3 separate regions of the Mus musculus genome follow, and regions 1 and 3 are each linked to region 2. Evidence: chromatin contacts called from public Hi-C data. All regions are on one chromosome and are shown on one strand. The core of a region is the stretch at or near the end of the contact, and the rest is flanking DNA. Distances in the headings are between cores, read along the strand shown.

Region 1 (3,661 bases), core at 664-3,163, 140 kb after region 2:
GTTCTTTGAGAACTACATGCATGTGGTCACTGTATTTTGATCATATTCATTTCTGTTTTCCCCCATTGCCTTCAATAACTTTGTGTCCTCTTCCCCACCCCCTCATTATCCACCAAGTCAAACTTGGGCCACTCATGTACTCGTGTACGGGACCACCTGATAGAGTGATTTGCCGATGAAGGAAAACTGACTCTTCCCTCCCAGAAGTCATCCACTGTCAATAGGTCCTCATCTAAGGGTGGGAACTTGAGAACTTCCCCCACTCCAAGCTGGAATGATGACTAACTGGTCTCGTGTAGGCATTGTGCAGGAGCCACGGCTGCTGTGAGTCCATGAAGCAATGGTCTCATCAAGTCCTTAAGACCCGGCTTTCCCCAGTCTTGAGCTTACAGTCTGCCCTCTCTTACGTGAAGATCTAGGTTTCTTAGCCATGTCTTTACAGGTATGGCCTCAATCTGCTGAGAGCTCAGCCGTCATGAGGCAGTTTTGCCTCTGGATAACAGTGATTCGGGGTGATTCCAAAAGCCACAGATCTGTACCTAGAGGTGTTCTTGTCCAGGATGAATTTTTCAAATGGTTTGCCTTTCCCTTTAATAGCAGAAAAATCTTAATTTCAAGTGCTAGCTTACACAGATATGGACCTTCTCTATAGAAGTTCAAGGCAAGTCCAGGGCAGACTTAATGATTCCCAATGATTAAGAGGGGCATATCTGGATATCTGCATATGCTTAAGACATAGTCTGATGACTTATTTCTTCACAAGGGAAAGGGAAGTGTTGGTTCTATACTTTTCTGCCTGGATCCCTTTCTGCTTTGTCGGTCAAGGCAGACTGTTACCTGTGACTCATGGTAGCATATGTTTTAAAAGCCTGTCTGCAGAGATCATGAGGGAGATTATGCTACAGGTACTACAGCTTTCCTGTTTGGGTTTTGTGTTTGTCTGTGGAAGTTTCTGGTAAGGTGATAGACATATCCAGGTTGGAGTGAGTGTTTCCTGTTTGCCAGGCACACCTGTGAATGTGTCCCATATGTGGCACACAGCAATTGGAGGAAGTGGAAGCTCTTTGCAGCTGCTTATTACTGTTAAAGAAACTCTAGTTCAAAGAAGTTGACTCATGCATACATGTTCACACAGTGAGAAAAGAGAAGATCTTGGCTTTGTACCCTGATGGGGAGACACCAGAGCCCACACTCTTGAGCACAATTACCTGGCATTTTTTTCAAGCCTACCTTGATGCAGTTATACAAAGGCAGTTCACCTTTCTTCCTCTTCCCTTACTCTCCATCCATCTTCCTTTCTCTCCTACCTCAATGGAGAAAGCCCGATCTATTCCCTCACCTCCCTAGGAATCCCAGTCACTCTGATACACCTGTCCCCATCCCAGCTTACATGGAAACAGCATCAGCCTGTTCTTGGTGTCTTGGTATAGAAAAGATAGGGCAGGGAGTTTATGCATCCAAGTTTGCAAAGAATGTGCAGAGAAAACGACTTGTGGTGCATGATCCAAACACCAGGCCCCACCCGCCCCTGCCCCTGAGCTCAAGACTGTGTGTTGTGCTCCTGGGAGCAGCTGGGTCAATGTTTGAGGAAGAAATCTCCTTTTAAGGAGAATTGAGCTGGCAGATGTTCCCAGCTCCTTCCAAGCCAAGGCACTGGGCTTCTGCCAACACTTTTTTGAGACGGAAGACATGTTGGCAAATAGTTTAGGCAAATCATGATGCCTCTAAGATCATCTGTTTGTCTGCCAGGGCCACTGCCCCCACCACTCTTCATGGTTCCTGTCACAGATCTCTCATTGCCATTGCATCCAGATCTGGTCAGATGAAAGAGGATACCTGCAATCCTAACAATCAGGGGAAGGCAGGGCCTGTCTTGAGTGTTGGGCTCGGTGAGCCTCACACTGGATCTCTGTAGTAGTGCCAGGTTTAAACAGCAAGCTTCCTTTTTGGCACCTTTAGCTTAGGAAGGATGGTCACCCAAGGGAGGACCAGGCAGCTTTGCCGACTTGGCATTGGAGACTGGAAGTGTAGCGTGTGGGTGTGGGAGGGCAGTATTTTTCAAGCCGTGATTAAATTCCTTAGCCAGGACAGAGAATCTGTGTCCTGGTTCTTCACACTGCTTACTTTGCCCTTGCATTAATAAATGCACACGTGTTCTGCACACCCCCTTTTCCCAGCGCGGCTCCACAAGTCACTAAGTTGCTTCGCAGCTGGGTTGTGTGTCGAGCATGGAGGAGTGCCGTACAGCAGCTCAGGAGGGGCTGCTGGGGGTTGTGGATCAGAAGACATAGGCCTCGAAGTGTGGAAGAGGGCCTGGTGCCAGCCACCAGAAGAGAAGCATGGAACAGTTGAGTTGAGACACATAGCAGAAGCAGATGTTAGGGGAATGAACAGAGCAAAGTCTCATTGCTAGAATTACTGAAAGTGGGCGACAGATCCTCAACTCCACGAAGTCTAAGGAAAAGAGGGGGTATGACGGGAAGTTTTAGGGTGGCCACACCCTTGAAAAACATTGCTCTCTGCATGTCCACCACCATGCCTGTGCCCACTCTCCCATCTTCTGGGAACCTGTCTAGAAAGGCCTTCGAATGATGTGCTGCCTCCCCGCCTTTTGTGATCTTGACCCTACTCATGCCTTTCTAGTTCTAGCCCTATCAAAATCCCTGGTTTTACATCTTTATCCTTTAGCTGTAACTTGGAAAGTCCTAAGAAAGGACCCCACTCACGTGAGTTACACGGATACCTTGGGCTTTAAGTTCATCTCATACTTAAGTGACTAGTTAGAACTGAGTAATGGCCAAGACTCACTCAGTTTCACTCTACATGAGATGTGTCTTACGAGGTCCGTATTCTAAGAACATAACACAGGGCTTAGCACACAGGGGAAAGGAAACATAGCCTCCTTACATGAAGATTACATGGATTCTCTCCTTCTTCAACATTGATGATGGGTTACACCACCTTAAGACTGAGTTCTATGCTATCTTTCAGAATCCTTGAATCTTCAATCAAACCTGGATAAACAAAGACATGCTTTTGATACAAACCTGGCTGGGGAGATTTTTCTTCAAAGAACTGCTGACTGCATTCAATGGCTTGGCGAGGGGACTGTTTTTCCATCTTGGCTCTGCCTGCTAGAGATGGGAGAGGAGAATGTGTTTAGAAAGCTGGTGATGAATGAGGTGGAGACAAACAGCTTTAGCCTGTGTGTTCCAGCCTGGGTCCAACCTGTATGAACAAGATGCCAGGCCCACACACAGGCTCTAGGTTCTGATGCTGAAAGAGACTAGATGGTGATGCTCATTGGAGATGAGGTGTTTGTGGAGCTGGGGGAGCAAGCCAATCACTTCTCTTCGTCTCCAGGAACTGAAATGGGCTAGGAAAGAATTTTGCCACAAGATAGAGCTAGAGCTAGGCATGTAGGTAGGCAGATAGGTAGCTAGCTAGATGATAGATAGATAGATAGATAGCAATGAGGCACCCTGCAATGGATTCATATTGTGGGCAGATGTTATTCGGTCCTTAGGCCAGTAAGCCTCAGACTTGCCATTTGAAACTTTATCTGAAACCTCCCTGGTGAAGATGTAACTTAACAAATGTTAAGTTTCATTTAAGTCAGTGTGAACATGGGATTTATCCATCATATAGGAAAAGTTATGCT
Region 2 (3,905 bases), core at 1,305-3,804:
TGGAAGGCAGAGACAGGCTGATTGGTTCCCAGGGCTCCCTGCCCAGCAAGCCCAGCAGAAATGGCAGGTGCTTGGTGAGAGACCCTTTGTTAAGGCAATGAAGTAGAAGGACAGAGGAAGACACCTGACACCCTCCTTTGGCCTCCATGTGCACACATGTCTGCACAATCATATTCATGCAAAACACATATACATATACAACACACACATACACATATACACATACATACACAACACACACATGCTTGACACACACATATACACATGCACACACATGTGCACACATGCATACACAACATATACATACACACATGCACACACTACACAACACACACATACTTGACATATATACACACACACTACACACATGCACACACATGCATACACAACATACATACATACATACATAACATACATACATACATACATACATACATATGTGTGCACACACAGAAAGAGGGGGGGTAGAGGGAGAGAAGGAGAGATATTGAGGACAGACTATGAATTTCAAATGTGCCTGGTGATTCCCTGAGGTTCCTAGAGACCTACTCCTGGGCCTCCCTCCCTCCCTTCCTCCTTCCTTCTTTCAGTTTCTTCCCATCCATGTCTCTCCCCTTTTGTCTTCCTCCCTCTGCCTCCTAACTCCCTTTCCTTATGTTCTGATCTCCCTGACTTGTCAGACTCCGGATGTATCCAGAGTATGTATACACGGCCCTTAGATACAGGAGCAGAAATCCAAGATACTGCAGACACAGCCAGTCTGTGTCCATTCGCAGCTTCTGTGCCAGCATGCCTATGCATGCCGCATGTGCCTGTGGCTGCCCCTGGGTGATGAAACCACAAGCCCTCTTAGTGTGCCCCATCCCTGTGTGGTGCGAACAGCCTGAGTGCCCAGAACTTCCCCTGTTATTCCAGATGTGGTGGACCAGCCGTCATTTGCCTGGTGAAACTGTGTCATTAGCTCCAGAGGGAGGTGGCCAGTCTTTGCCTTCGTTCAGCCTGGCGTGCCTTTTGACTCTGTTGCCCCTGTATGAGGCAGGCGCGCCCAGCAGGTTGTTTGGTAGCCAAGAACTGTATCTGGTTTGGGTTGTGCACACTTCTCTTCTAACAATGCACCTTCTTCATCTGCGTGTACTTTGCACACACACCCCTCTGTGAGCAAACCACGTAGCAGTCTGAGACCCCTACCTACACTGACTTCACGGATACTCCTCTCCAAACATTAAGTGTAAATTTCTCTGTGTCCGTAAGATAACCAGATTTTGGCAGTTTTTATTCAAATATATTGCCAACAAATCTGGGTCAGAAGAGCAGCAGGCTGATCAGGCCAGAACTAGATTTCAGTGCATGCGCATAAGGCAAACCGTGTTCTCAAAGCTAACCTTTATGGGGAGCTCCTAACTTACTGCCTAGCATCTATGCATACTTGGGCACACATGTGATTAAATGAGATGCATTCTGGGAAGGGACATGGGCAGTGGGATTATATGATCTAATTTCTCAATCAAAATGGAGACCCGCCCAAACCACACCCCATTGTAGCAATCTCTCTTTCCTTTACATCCCATAAAAAGATACCCTAGGCTGAAACCTGGGTCCCTTGAGTACCCTAAAGAAGTGGCCTAGTGTTCCCTCATCTTTTCTATTGGTTTGCCTGAAGTAAACTTTCCTTGATACTTTTGAAAATTTGTGGGGGCTTTTATTTCAAATCTTCGAATAAGAGTAGGTCAAGAACCTTCGAAACATTTGGGCCTGTCCCCAACCATGGATACTATTTAATAGTTCTTAGCTCTGCAGCCTGGGTAGAATTGGGCTGGTAACATCTATGGAATAAATCCTGTTGTGTCTGGGTATAGTTTTTACCCAGAGAGCTCATATCTTGGTGCTTGGGATGGTGATAAAAGGAGCAGTGGAACCTTTAAACTGTGGTCTCCATCCTATCCCATCCCGTTGCTATGGTGACACCATCTGCCAAGAGGTTCTTATCTGAGCTGAGCGATATCCTTGAACATCCAGAACTCTGAGCTCAATAGACCACCTTTCTCACTAAAAATAACTTGCCTAGGGGATTTTACTCATAGCAACAGAAACAGATTAATACAGTGGAGAAGAAGATATATAGGAATCTATGAGGCTAAAGTCTGGTCCTACGTAGAGAGAGCAGTTTGCAGGGAACAGATTGCCACAATGTGACCCAGCACATCTGACTGTTCAAACCCACAGTCCACTCCTAGAAGGCTATGGACATGTGTCCTTGCACTGTCCTACGATCCAGAGAAGCTGGGATCCTGAGCTGGGTGAAGTCTCCCACAGGGAACAATTCCAACCCATGTGACTATAGCAGCAGTGAGCTGGGTGAGAACACACAGCCTGAGCAGCTGGGCCTAGACCCAATATTGCAATCTGTCTGGGGCCTCAGATGATGAGGTTGTGAAGGAATGTCTGCGGAGGTAGGTGGGTGTGGCCTGGGAGCCTGGATGGCACCAGTTGCTAGGCTTTCTAGCCCTGGCTGCCAGCATCCTTCCTGGCCAGCTCAGTGCACACACATCTGGAGGCAATTGTCTGAAGCTGCTGGGGTGGGGCCCAGGCTGTGGCTGGAGCTTTGTGCTGTGCAGACCACACAGGGTCCTCACTTGCTCTGGTACTTACTCCACGTGGATCAGGAAGGCAGAGGAGAAAGAAAGAAAGAGAGGCATGTGGGTGGGAGGATGTGGGATGCACTCAGCACATCTCTTTCTTCGGAAGACTTTTTGGCTTTCCCCAGCGAATCAGAAAGTCCAAGGGAGGAAGCTGACTGCACTCTAGCCACACCATGTCTAAATCAAGCAGAACCACAGCACACATGTTTTTACTTTTAAACTCATCAAAGGAACTTCTGGCCTGTACAGAGTCCTAAAAATACACCCTGATCTCTCCTCATGCCCCACCCTCTCCTCTGATTTCTTTTTTCCCCCGCCGTCGTGACTTGAACACTGTTGGCAGTGTGCTCTCTTTCTCTCGTTTTAAGCAGCAGGGCCACATTCAAAAGTTCATACCAAATAAATCTACTGAGGGTCAGTAGGACAGACGTGGGGTTCTGCTGGGAGAAACAACTTGTTCTTTGGTACAGAGGGTGTTAGCACTAGAGAAAACCCAGCCTAGAGAGGAGCAGGGATTTATTTTCAACTCACAAAAGATGTCGGACTGCAAGCGCTACCCCATGAGTTGCTATCCCCTCTCTGGGATAACTGGGATTGTGTCTTATGTGGGATGAAACCTCATCAAGGCGAAGCAAGGAGGCTTTGTGGTGGGAGGCATCAGGCAGGGCTGGAAGAGAGAAATCCTGTCCTGGTTGCCTGGATTCAGTTTCCTAACTCGTTTATTTGGCCACAATGAACTCTCAGGTCCCCATTTGGAAACTGTAATGGAACAGGAGCACCACTGTCTTAGTCACGGTTTCTATTCCTCCACAAAACCTCATGACCAAGAAGCAAGCTGGGGAGGAAAGGGTTTATTCAGCTTACACTTCCGCATTGCTGTTCATCCCCAAAGGAAGTCGGGACAGGAGCTCACACTGGGCAGGAACTTGGAAGCAGGAGCTGATGCAGAGGCCATGGAGGGGTGCTGCTTACTGGCTTGCTTCCCCTGGCTTGCTCAGCCTGCTTTCTTATAGAACCCGGGACTACCAGCCAAGGGATGGGCCCAGCCAAGGGATGGCACCACCCATAATGGACTGAGCCCTACCCACTTGATCACTAATTGAAAAAAAATGCCTTACAGCTGTTTTTCATTTCCTCAAGGGAGGCTTCTTCTCTGTGATAACTCCAGCTTGTGTCAAGCTGACACACAAAGCTAGCTAATACAGTCACTAACATTTGTGACTTACTGAGCAATGAGTACGTAAACCCCCCCATATCTCATTTCAT
Region 3 (4,237 bases), core at 717-3,216, 210 kb after region 2:
TCCAGCATGAGGGAGGTAGAGGCAGGAGGACCAGACGTTCAAGGTCACCCTCAGCTATGCAGGGAATTGCAGGCCAGCCTGCCTTAAAACCAAAACATATAACATACACCACCTGGCTCAGTCTCTCAGCCAACTCCACCTCCAGGGGTGCCTCTTGGGGAACCTTTTCCCAGCAAGCTCGTTTGAAGCGTAGGGTATGCTAGAATAAGACCTTCTCTAGACAGCAGCTAAGCCCTAAATAAATATTCGGCAGTCATTTGCATACTGAGTCAGGCTGGTTTTCGTCATGATGGGGATTCCAGAAAAGGTTCTGGGACACTCGGCTTCTCAAACATGTCTGTAGAACAAAGGAAGGAACGCTTGCTGTAGCTCTCCACGTGCTCCTTCAGTGTCTTTACTAGGACTGCTCCTCCTCCAACAGGGCCTTCGGAGAAGAAAGGGCATGACTGATCTCGTCACCACCGTGGGCCCTATGCTGATCCCAAGAGCTTCCTTTCGCTCATAAAAACACAAATGAAAAGTACAGATGTGACCTTTCAAGGATGACACTTGAGATCTGAAGGAGCCAAGTCAAGCAACAGGAAGACGCCCACTGGAGCTTTTGAAAACTGAGGCTACGGTGCAGGCATGTTCAGAAGCCATGCTTATCCCCGTAGTTCCGTGAGGTGCACAAAGCAGTATGGTTATCTCTACCAAGATTTGCAGTCTCCACCTTTTCCTGGGTCCCCTCTCATGGCAAATAGCTGCTTCAGTTGCCACCACTAAAGCATTTTGTTACTTGTAAGTTCAGGTTTTATGATTCTAACTAAAATTTCAGACTTCCTCTGGAGACCCTGGCATCTCAGAGTACCTGGGGGACCTGAGAACTGGTTGACAAATGACTGAAAAAGTCAGAGGAATGCAGAGCCTCAGTGGGAAACGGAAGGATGCTCCTGAAAGAGGTAGAAAAAGCAGAGACTATTTAAGTTCTAAACACAGTGAGCCACTTCCCTCTCCACCTCATTCCTCTATCCTCCTTCTCTCACCCTCCCTTTTCCTGTTTTCCTTCCATCCTTTTTTCCTTCTTTTATTTCTGGCCAATAGGAGGAGCCCAGGCCAGGAGATAGGCGTCCTAATAAGCTATGCTTCCAGCTTAGCATTATGTTGCACCCTCAGGTTGCAGCAGGAAATGACACATGGTCCCTTTGCATGACATGATATTCTGAAGCTCTCTGTCCAGTTTGAGTGGGAAGGGTGTGTTCAGCAGCCAATAACTGTGCACATAGGAGTCACTGTGCACATAGGAGTCACTGTGCAGACACCCTGCTTTACATCCAATAGCTACAAAAGAAGCCCCTGGGCTAAGAACTGTAAGATCCACTGTGCAGAGAAGCAAAGGGGTCACAGAGGGGTACAGAGCAAAGGTCCTGGGTCAGCAATAAGGTATGTGAACTCAGGGCCAGGAGACAGCAGAGTGGGTGGGACCGAGTAAGTTGGAAGACACCGGTGCTGAGAATGGGGTCTAGGTTAGGAAGGCAGCGAGTGGTGCTGTGGTAGAGCAAGTGGTGAAAGATTTGCTCAGACACTCATGTACACCTATGGAATCCTAAGTAGATGCTCGTGAATGACCTAAGAAGGCACTGTCTCCCTGAGTGGAGAAAGAACTTAAGGGACAGAGGAGACATGTGTTGGAGGATGCCCCTAAGGTCACAGAAGCTGAGTGGGAGAAGGGCGAGAATGGGAAGAGGAAGAGAGGAAAGAAGACTGGTTGGGAGCTCCAAGTCCTGGATTCCGCTGTTGGCCAATGCAGGGATCTGGTCCTCAGTTTCCCCATCTATCAAAAGGAACTATTCTCAAACACTCTCTCTGTTCTGAGAGCCCTGGAAGGTCTGTGTGCTCCAGGATCTTCAAGCTCTTCCGAGGTCTGTGCCTGTTTGCTTTGCCCATTACAGTGGAGAAACCCTCACTGAAAAAGAATTTATAAATACACTCTGCTTTTTGACTTGGAGACATTTTTATTTTTTTTCCAACTTTCCAAAGTTCTGTTAATAGTTTAAGTGTGTGACTATCTTCCATCCTTGCTTCTTGGTGGGAGGTGGTGGGTGAGGGTGTTACGTTATTAATAAAATAGGAATACATTAGAGTATTTATTTTCATGTAACTTATGCAGGAAACATGATCTTTTGTGAAGCTTTTTTTGGGGGTGGGGCCTCAAACCTCTGGAAGCTCTAGATAAAGCTGAGGTCTTAGTTTGCAACAAAGCTCTTGACCCCTTGTGGTTTTTGGTTCTGTTTACTCTTGGCAAATATTTCGGGTTCAAAGGGAGATGCCTTAAAAGCTGTACTGGAAAAGTCTATAAAATCTGAACGCATCTTTGACATCAAAAAGCTCTTTCAAAGCCGCGGTTTGGTGGAGTAAATAGGAATGCCTCACAAACCATATGGGATGCATTTTCCATAACTGCTCTGCACTTGAATAACAAAGGAGAAAAGTTCTTGGCAAAGGGAGTCTGGGATTTTAATGACCCTTAAATATTTGGCTTCCTAGCCAGATGTGTTTTACCAGGCTGAAAACCCCGGTGGATAGACCCTGCCTCTCTCTCTGGCAAAACATAAGCTAACAGGGTGCCGCTGTTTGTGAAAAGATGTTTGCGCTTCATTGCAGAAAGCTTAATTCACCATGATTTCCTTAATTATCTACCCCTCCTCCAAACTGGCAGAACTCCCAGCATGCCTCAGAGCATCCATTCCGTTCCGTTCTGATCTGAGACTACAAGCTATTTGCGAGGAAGCCACAGAAACATCCCTACTTATTTGAAGTTGGGACCAAAGAGTTGAGACACAGATTGGGTTGGTTCTCCTTGAAGGACGTGGAGCAGGGTGGGTAGCTCAGACTCGTCTTGAGCGGCTATTCTTACCCTGACTGGAGGAGCTAAGGCAGTTCCTGCATGCTTTAAGATAAAACACGACAACACCCAGCCTGGGCTCTTCCCATCAAGTTTAGTTTCTGATTAGGAAGGAGCTCACCTGTTCTATAGATGAGTACTATAGACTATGAGTACATAGTACTCCGAGGGAGTACTAAGACTCCCTCAGAGTCATTTGGGAAGTCCATGCCTGGCTGCTTCGGGTGCCTTCCTGTTATTCGATACATTTGTGCTTGGGTGTATTAGTGGCTTTATCTCCTTCTGTGACAGAATACTTGACGAAACCAACTTAAAGGAGGAGCAACTTAGTTGGGTCTGCAGTCCTAGGTGAGAAAGTCAAGATGGCAGGAGCTTGTGGCAGCTCCCTGCATTGTATCCCCAGTCAGGGAGCAGAGAGTACTGAATGCTGTTGCTTAGTCGCCTTTGCCCCAGCCCCCTCCCACCCCTGCTTTTTAGGAGATCCCAGCTCATGGAATGGGGCTTCTCATTTAACCAGCCTAGAAACTTCTCCACAGACACACTTAGATATTTAGTTCTAGCTGGCAGTCAAGATTAACAGTTGATGGTCAGTGGTCCTCATCTCTACAGCAACCCAGAACTACTGTGCCTCTCATGTACTGACAGGTAGGTTGCTATCCCCGCAAAAGCTTCCCCGATAAGAGATAGACAGCTGCCGTTTCAGAAGGGGTGGAACCACAACCCAAAGACCAGGAAGCTGATGTCCAGTAGATATCAGAACCAAGACTAGGACCTACCCAAGTCATCAACAGTGTGGGTCCTTACTGGCTTGCTTACAAAACTAGGACAAAGGACAAAGATTTTCTAATATTCGATGTTTGAAAAAAAAATGGACACCAGGAGGGGCTGGCAAAGTGGGCAAGCTTCCTGCCTAGCTCTGAGCTGATGTGCTGGCCTGTTCATCGGTTCTAATAAAAATACAGCATAGAGTGAGAAGGAGAAACAGAAGCCCAGAGAAGTTAGGGGAACTTGGCAGTGGGAGCTCCAAGGCCTTTGTTCCTCCTAAGAGGTGAATACTGACTTTGTACTGGGCTGCTGTATCAAAATACCACAGGCCAGGCAACTTGGGGACAGCAGATTCTCATTCCTTCAGTGCTGAGTCTGCAGGCTCATGATCCTGAGCATAGGTCCTCAGTAGGAGGACCTAGCAGTGGCTGGGGTCAGCTGAGGACTGTTTCCTAGTTCAGAGTCCTAAGGTGGTTCAGGTATGGTAGAAGCAGCAAGGGACATCTCTGGGACCGATTTCCCAGAGACGTCGTTACTTTTCTCCTCGGTACGACAAAATCCCTGACCAAAAATCTACTTTGGAAGGAA

The links. A called contact is a pair of places that touch in the nucleus more often than the background predicts.
Region 1: a Hi-C map of uterus shows a contact between it and region 2, with 4 times the contacts expected there. The contact joins two enhancer-like sites. A contact is called at or near these places in 4 of 484 Hi-C or Micro-C datasets (embryonic stem cells and uterus) and 3 of 115 datasets of contacts at active chromatin or transcription factors (the NIH/3T3 cell line and embryonic stem cells).
Region 3: a Hi-C map of uterus shows a contact between it and region 2, with 6 times the contacts expected there. The contact joins two enhancer-like sites. A contact is called at or near these places in 18 of 484 Hi-C or Micro-C datasets (adipose-derived mesenchymal stem cells, cerebellum, embryonic fibroblasts and 8 more) and 2 of 115 datasets of contacts at active chromatin or transcription factors (craniofacial prominence and embryonic fibroblasts).

What each region holds. Positions count from the first base shown.
Region 1 is chr8:103,879,258-103,882,918 of GRCm38.p6, reverse strand. No RefSeq gene overlaps it. Among named protein-coding and RNA genes, the nearest start is that of Gm32728, 160 kb to the left of the region's middle. Within about 2 kb of position 1,913, at least 17 of the 459 cell types and tissues checked have an H3K27ac peak or open chromatin away from gene starts, as enhancers often do. A contact at or near this core is called in uterus, where this site is marked.
Region 2 is chr8:104,021,875-104,025,779 of GRCm38.p6, reverse strand. The region is part of intron 1 of Gm32728 (a long non-coding RNA gene); the gene reads left to right. Among named protein-coding and RNA genes, the nearest start is that of Gm32728, 13 kb to the left of the region's middle. Within about 2 kb of position 2,554, at least 93 of the 459 cell types and tissues checked have an H3K27ac peak or open chromatin away from gene starts, as enhancers often do. A contact at or near this core is called in craniofacial prominence, palatal mesenchyme and uterus, where this site is marked.
Region 3 is chr8:103,812,495-103,816,731 of GRCm38.p6, reverse strand. No RefSeq gene overlaps it. Among named protein-coding and RNA genes, the nearest start is that of Gm39235, 92 kb to the right of the region's middle. Within about 2 kb of position 1,966, at least 39 of the 459 cell types and tissues checked have an H3K27ac peak or open chromatin away from gene starts, as enhancers often do. A contact at or near this core is called in craniofacial prominence, palatal mesenchyme and uterus, where this site is marked.